Regions from separate parts of the Arachis hypogaea genome. Here region 2 is linked to region 1. A link is a contact called in public Hi-C data. All regions are on one chromosome and are shown on one strand. The core of a region is the stretch at or near the end of the contact, and the rest is flanking DNA. Distances in the headings are between cores, read along the strand shown.

Region 1 (4,037 bases), core at 195-2,694:
GAATTGAGTACCACCTCCGGGAAAGACGAGATAATTGTCAGACTTCACCACCCAATTCTGCTCCTTCTTGTATTCAATAAGCTTTGTATGAGGGACATTATAATACCAAATCTGAAAAAAAACAGAACCAGAAGTAAATTTCATCAATGGATTTATGAAAATGTAAACCGAAATGGAAGTGGGCAAGTAGCACTATGGTGTCAAATTTCTTAAACTCTGTAAAATGCAAAGCACAATCTTAGACCACAATCAAGAAAGAGTCTTTATCATTGCAAAAATCAAATGGTTTCTATACAGATACCAGAATCACATACAAGCAATCACTAAGAACCACAAATTTTCTTGCTCAAAGTATCAACCTCACCATCTTAGAAATAATCAACTTGTCAAATTAAGTTACAAACAATTTTCAATTGTTGTACAAAATCATCTTTGGTTTTGAAGAAAAACAAAACCGATCATATCAAGAGAATGAAACAGTCTTTAAAATTTTCTATGCAGACAGCAAAATCAGAGTCAAATCAACCACTAAGAATCATAATTTCTTTTCTTACCAAAAAGTATCAATCTCACCATGTCCCTGCTCTTAGGCCACGGAACGGGGACCCGATACCCTTTGGGAAGTGGCAGCAAACAGTGCAATTTAGATTTAGGACAGTGCCTTTCCCTATGCTCCATGTGCCTCCTTGACCTTAGAGCCTTAATGGCCTTCATGTTATCCAAACATGGCATGTAATCCACCCCAATCCCACCCTTACAAACTTCCCAATGAATAATCGAATCCACAAAATCGTCACGGAAATCATCCTCCTCCTTTTTCAGAGGCAATATTCTTTGTTCTTCGGGCGGCTTCTCTTGTTCTTCTGTGATTGATTCTGAGAGTGGCTCAGGGTTTTCGGCATCAGGGTAGAAACTCGTTGGATTCAAGGTGGAAGCAGTGTTGGTTAAGAGAAGAACCACGGCACAAATGAGCAACAACAATATCACGAAAACCAAAGGGTATTTCCTCTCTTTCAAGATTCCTCCCTCAACTTGAATCGCCATTTTCGATGATCCAAACAACTAATTCTTGTGATGTTAGGAAGAGAAGAAGATTTGGCTTTTGTGAGAACTTAGCTTTTTCTCTTTTTTTTTTTTTTTTTTTTTTTGGTGTGAACTCAAATCCTTGAATCTAATGAAGACTTGTGGAAAGAGAGTCGGTGAAAATGACATACCAGCATCTTTGTGCTTTGATTTTAAATTTAATCCTTAGGTGGAGCTAATAAAGCGTTGAATCTGAGGGTACGGATCAAAGAAGAGTGATATTGCATGACGAGGAAGGTAGTGTAATATAATAGTAACATTGTGTTGGTGTTGTACCTTGAGAGGGGCAGAATAGAACAGAAAGAAGAAGACCGTGATTTTGCAGAGTAGTGACAGATTAGAATATGCATTTGACAGATTCTATTGTACATTTTCTGCCAATATGACGGCATATTATAATGCTTCAAACTTGAAAGTTATTTTTTAGGTCATGCATCTGACCGACAATGACAGGTTTTAGTGTTTTCTGTCACAATCAACCATGGACATGATAGTAAAATACTAAAATGTCACATCCATGGACCATGGGTTTCGGAAATTTACATTCTCATCCTATGTCGGCATATAATCAAATTTAACTCATTGTTAGATATGATTTAGATCAAAATTTTATTTTTATATGATAGCTTATTCTGTTTGTGTTGAAGCTTATAAAACATTGCCTTGGCTAATTTTCCTTTTCTACGTAAATTGAAATGAAGGGGTGGAATTAACAACTTCTAAATTGTTCTTGTTAACAACAATTTAGCAAAGGACAGATTAAAAAACAATTTTTTTAATGAGCCAATGTTTCTTTTCTTTGTTTTTTATTTTTTTTTTCTTTCTACAAATAACAACTCAAATCATCAACTCTCATATTCACCTAAAAGAAAAATCATCAAGTCTTAGTCATTTTTTATTTTGTTAATTTCATCCACCCGTATTCATTTTTTATTACAACCAAACTTATACAGTTCGCATAAGCTCTCCATAAAGAGTAAAGACCCGCCTAAAATTTTGCATAGAGGGGATCAATGCACTTCGCACGCTAGAATATTGTACAACAAAATAGAGAATAGATCTTATCAATTTTTTTTTCAATTATTTTACCAAGTATAATTTCTCATTACACCCTAAGTGAAACAAGAAAAATTGGATGAAAAAATATTAAATGATGAAAGAACATATTTGACAAATCAATTGAGAAAAAAAATTGAAAAGATTCATTTTCCAACAAAATGTGTATATAAGAATTTTGCAAAAAGGGCTTCAAAAAGCAAACCATTATTTTAAAAATAACTTGAAACAAGTGGATCATAAGCGAGTGCATCTAAACGTGGGCTTTGCAACGAGAGCACCGGTGGCCAACATTAACTGAAATTAGCATAGAAACGTCTTAATAGAGAGATGATGGACTTTCTAATGTAACTGTAAAACACCGTAGTTTGGGTTGAACACCCTTTTGCGGAGACTCCATAGTAATATAGCAAATTACAAAACCTCTCAACATATAGTATTTCATGTTTGTATGATACAACCGCATATGAAAACAGTTTGAAAAGAATCAAATCAAAGACAAAAATTAGTAAAGCCATCTTTTGCTATCTATGCCTTACACACTACCTTCAGTCTGGTGTCACTCTGTGATTCCGGTGCCGTTGTTATCCAGATCGACGTCGCCCATTCCTGTGTCCTCTTCCTCTTCGCTGTCCTCATCGCCGCTGACTTCTTCATTATCTTGTCGTAGTTTTGCCATGTGCTCAGCAAGCAATTTATCATCGCGTTCGCTCACCTGCATAAAAATGCAGCGTCAAATCACAAGTTTCCACAGACAGAAATCAGAGGACAGAATATGTACACGTGTAAACAAATGTAGATGATAAATATAGAGGAGTGACACTCACCGCTCTAGGTGCCTCCTTCACCACAAGTTTACCCTTGTGTTGCTCTATTGACTCGGTGCAAGAAGTAATGGCATTGTTGAGGACTTGTATCCCTTGCTCCTGTCAAGTTTATTACAAAATGAGCATCACTTTCAATTGGACCATATATGATATGATATAGTGTATTGTGTACTATAATATAATATGGCTAATAAATTACAACAGCAGCTAAGTTATCAGAGTTCCCAAACAGGAGACATGAATGGAATATGAATTGCTTGTATCAGACTTTTCTCTAGTTTCCACTTTAGGTTCATTAATTAATTCCAAGGATATGTAGGAAAGAACAGTTATTCCTGTATAAACAATTCCATCCTAGTTTTGAAGGTAACAGGATTTACCACAGCGAACACCATATAAATTCAGTAAATGCAAGATATTTTCAATTAATTCCCTCTTGCACTCATAAACTCTGCCTTAGCCCCCCCCCCCCCCCTCCTCTTTTTTTTCCCCCCTTGTCATATGAACAATTTTCCAACCTTTAAAACGAATACATAACAAAGCAACAAATTTCAAAAAACTTTGAACTGAATAGGGAAAAAATTCTAGATCGAGTCCATTAATGACAGCAGCTGTCGATTAATGATGATTGATACATGTGGAAAAACTATACTTACCGAGTTGTAGTGCCAAAACACCCACAATAAAAAAAACAAAGCCATACACTAGTAGGCACTAACTGAATTCAGGTCAAAAGCCAATTAACATATCAAACTTTCTGTCAACGTTGCACTAACCTTGTCGAGAGTCTGAGTGGTAAGCACATAAAGTGGGGGCGCAACAAGTTTAATTTTTACAGGGCAGTCATCATTTCCAGCAGCTTCAGCCTTCCTCATGGCCTCCTGCATATTAGAGAAATTACCATGCCTCAGAATACTTTAGGAAATAGGCAACCAGAAATTACTTAATAGCACGTTATATGCAAACTATATGACTAGATGTTGAAAAGAAAAAGGGAACTTTTTATGCAATTCAGGGCCAGAGAAAAGGCTAAGACCTTGATGTGAAGAACACCATCAAATTGAAAACATT
Region 2 (4,036 bases), core at 1,403-3,902, 490 kb before region 1:
TTCGAAGACCACCATTCTGGTGAACGGTTCCTCTTCTTCACAAAATCCAATAAGATTTACAAAATTCTTGTGGTTCATTTTCGATAGTGTATCAATCTGAAACCATTATTGCTTATAAAGTTAGCTTTCATACAACTACTTAAATTGACAACCTGAAAGAACAAATACTGTATTTTCCTTTTTCTTTTTAGTGATTGCATACCTTCTTCCGAAATTGCGTTTCTGAAGTCTTTGACCAATTCTTGGAGTCTTCCTTTGTAATAGATGCTACAGCTATTTCAACACCACTAGATAAAGTCCCTTTGTAAATTGTACCAATGGGCGATGTGCCGATTACATTACTGAAATCTTCACATGCTGCCTCAAGCTCGGATCTCTTTAACTTTGGCACACCTGAAAATGAATGCAGAAACCTTCATATGATGAAATTAAACATAATGCCGCTCCAAGTCGAAGCTCCTAATTCTTAATGCAGTGTGTGCATGTCAGTGAACTGAACTACAAGAAATGTGTAGAATTACCTGTCACAAATGCCTTTTGAAGCTGTCCACTTAATCCTGTCGCCCAAGGTTTTACAGTAGCTACCTTGTTCGTTTTACAGAGATATATCCCAATGCTCGAAACAATAAGAAATGCAGCACCACCCAGAACTCCGGCCAAGATAACAGCTAGATGACTCTTTGATGATTTGGTTTCAGGTTGTATCTTAGAGCCTGAAGTTGAACCGGTAGGAGGGGAAGCAGAATTATTTCCATGTGGTGAAGCAGTAGGAGGAGCAACAGAATTGTTTCTATTGCGAGAAACAGGCTTTAGCCGTGGTTGTGGTTTTTCCGATGGGGATGGAGAAGCAAAAGGAGGACTTGACTGTGAGGGAGAAGGAGCAGAAGCAGGACTCGGCCGAGGGGAAGCTAAAGAAGGATCTGGCTGAGGGGATGGAGTAGGGCTAAGAGGATTAGCTGCTGCACGATTATGAATATCGCCATGCCCACGAGATTGCAGTAGCCTCCGTAAACTGTTTTGGCCAACATGCCTTTTAAAAAGATGTAAAAAGTTAAGATTGTGAATCAAAGAAGAGAATAGGAAACAAAACAAGTATACCATTTTCAAATGCTTGATAACATACCATGAGGTGTATCTTTCTGTACAAGCCGGCATTTTATCAGAATTAATCAGTTGTTTTTCGTCTACTTGAGATTCTGAAAGCATACTCAATTTGTTAATTTCAGGAGAGAACCCACCAAGAAGATCATTGTTGTCCAGCAAACTGCAAAATGAAGAAACTGTGTAAATAGCAGCGAAAGGCATTTGAAAAGTGTAAAATTGAATTGTCTCAAGAGTATAATCCTACAGGATCGATAACGAAATATTACTCCCAAGATCTGCAGGTAGAGGTCCACTGAAGTTGTTGTAGCCCAAATCCAAAACCTCCAATTCTTTCAAGTGCACAATACATTCAGGAACTATTCCGGAAAAAGAATTGTTTCTCAACACACTGTAACACATTTATCAAAATGTTAATAGAGAGTATAAAAGCATTCAGAAGGAGCTGTAAATCCGCAATGCAAAATGCAACCAAGTAATGATTAGTTTCTTACATGGACTTTATATGAGCAAGGTTCGCGAGCTCCGGTGTCAGAGTTCCTCCAAGACAAAGATCTTTCAAATTCCTGGCCAACCAAATAGAAAAAGCAAAAGTTCTCATGATTAAGCACTCCTCGACAATATGAACACTACTCATTTGATTTAAAAGGACATGATTCCAAAATTATTACATCAACCATCCACCACCGACCAATCGATCACTCAATTCAATGTCAAGGTACATCTAAATTACAGAGATTTTATCATATATTTACATGATTCTGAAGAGTCTCAAATAGTCAAAGTATATATATAAGCTTGGAAAAAAAAAAAAAAACGAAAACCAAAAGAACAGACACAACCTATCAAACTTTGATATGAAGATCAAATGTCAAAGCAAATTGTAAATACTGATTTGAGAACTTACAAGACCACAACTCTTCCATATGAGGAACACTCAACACCAAACCAATTGCAAGGGTCAACAGATACTTGATCATCAACCCAATCTGACAAAGCTCCAAAAGGGTCACTCACAATCCTTTCCTTCAACTTCAATAGAGCTCTACCTGCAAAAACACACAAACCCCACTTTTTTTTCTTCAGCTCCTTTTTCTAATAATCCCTTTGATCCACACAAAAACTTGAAAACACTAAGAAAAGGTACCTTCTTCGTTCAAAGAGTGGCATATACCAAAGCTCTGAAACAACAAGCACAAAGCTAGAAGGCTAAGAACTCCATGAAGATCCCTGAATTTCCGGTTCTTCTTGCTCATGCTGCTGCTGCTGCTTCTTCTTCTTCTTCAAGTTGAAAGGGGAAAATAATGGATAAAGGAGAAGAACCCAGATTGAGATTTTGTGGAAAGAAACAAACTTTGAAGAGAGTTTAAAATGAAATGAATGAACGAGTCTCGGAAAGTGTCGAAAAGATGCAACTATGCTGTAAAAATGGAAAACATGTTCTGAAGCAAAAACTAAAAAGCAATAAAGTTTTTGAGTTTGGACCCAAACAAATGGATTTTCAAAGCGCGTAAGATCACAAGTCGCATAATTACATTTAATTTATGATACAAGGAAAAAATCTTATAAAATATTGAGATAATATATAAAATATAAAATATATTTTAGGTAAATTATAATGATATTTTAATTATATAAAATATTATTTTTAATAAATAATAATATATAATATTTTAAAATTTATTTCAAAAATACATATTAAAAATGAGGTTAGACATATTAATACGTAATGATATTTAAGTATGATCAAGCGTGTTTAGAATAATAATAGTATAAATGTGTGTAATATTTGAAAAGTGTAATATTAATTTTAGTTATATTATTTAAGTATTGTCAAAATTTTATAATCAAAATTTATAATAATAATAATAACAAATTATTTCACGTATTACCTTTTAATAATTCTAAACCAAAATTACACAATAAAAAAGAAAAAATGATAAAAACTACAACCATAAATTATTAATTTCACGTTATATACTAAAAGTATAGTAAATAAATAAATAGTTTGAAGCGTTACTCACCGCAAATTGAAGCGGGGAATGGTTCTAAAATGGTAAGAAATAAAAGAGTAGTTTTAGGAGGCATTTCCATGTGTCGTCAATTAATACATGGAAATTGGAATGACAGAAACGCTTTTGCTGTGAAATTAATCAAATTATTCGGTGCATGCATGATGCATCGCTGTAATAACGAAAAATGTAAAAAAAAAAAAAAAATGGAAACCATGTTACTTCATATGACACAAATATGTTGCGTATGCAAAATGCAACAGCAACACGCATCAATAAAAAATATTTGATATATTATTAAATCATCTTAGTAATTATTCAAAACATCCAAATAATATTGAAATATTATATGTACGTATATTATTGTAGGTTATATAATTTTCTTAATATTGTTGATTATTTATTGGCCCAATTATATTAATTAGCGGAAGGAGAACTTTCAAAGGAAAAGAGAATTGATATTGAGAAGTGTTGAATACCTATTAACACACAATTTCTTTTTATGAAATTAATGCATTTTGGTTTATTTCATAATTTATATTTATACAATCGTTCAATTAAATTTATGGATTCAAATAACTTTTTAAATAATAAATTTAAAAGTTAATAATTTTTATTAATATAATAATTTACTAATTGATTATTTGTATAATTTTTTTAAAAATGTTGAGAATGAACTCTTTAAACTAATATTAGTTTTTCAAAAGATAGAAAACAAATTCTTTAAAGAAAAGAAAAGGTCTTTAGTAGCATACTTATTTAACTAAATGGGAATTAATTTATTTTCATCATATCATAATAGAAAGGAGGTGGAGAAGAGTTATATATAATTTGTTAAATTGTTAGAGAAATTTCTTCCATGTCGCCCCATCCCATAATCCTATGTAGGTAACACCATCTGGATTTTGTTGGATGAACGGTGA

Evidence for each region. A called contact is a pair of places that touch in the nucleus more often than the background predicts.
Region 2: a Hi-C map of leaf shows a contact between it and region 1, with 3 times the contacts expected there. The contact joins the promoter of LOC112782935 here to the promoter of LOC112786723 in region 1. A contact is called at or near these places in 2 of 8 Hi-C or Micro-C datasets (both in leaf).

What each region holds. Positions count from the first base shown.
Region 1 is chr20:29,630,737-29,634,773 of arahy.Tifrunner.gnm2.J5K5, reverse strand. LOC112786723 (probable methyltransferase PMT23) reads right to left here and starts at 1,444. Exons shown (of 8, transcript XM_025830094.3): 1 at 574-1,444; 2 at 1-111. The coding sequence starts at 1,044. LOC112786725 (eukaryotic translation initiation factor 2 subunit alpha homolog) reads right to left here. Exons shown (of 7, transcript XM_025830095.2): 4 at 4,003-4,037; 5 at 3,743-3,847; 6 at 2,967-3,065; 7 at 2,459-2,854. The coding sequence ends at 2,699.
Region 2 is chr20:30,126,730-30,130,765 of arahy.Tifrunner.gnm2.J5K5, reverse strand. LOC112782935 (inactive receptor-like serine/threonine-protein kinase At2g40270) reads right to left here and starts at 2,652. Exons shown (of 10, transcript XM_025825615.3): 1 at 2,249-2,652; 2 at 2,009-2,150; 3 at 1,596-1,667; 4 at 1,349-1,492; 5 at 1,124-1,264; 6 at 522-1,030; 7 at 203-393; 8 at 1-96. The coding sequence starts at 2,357.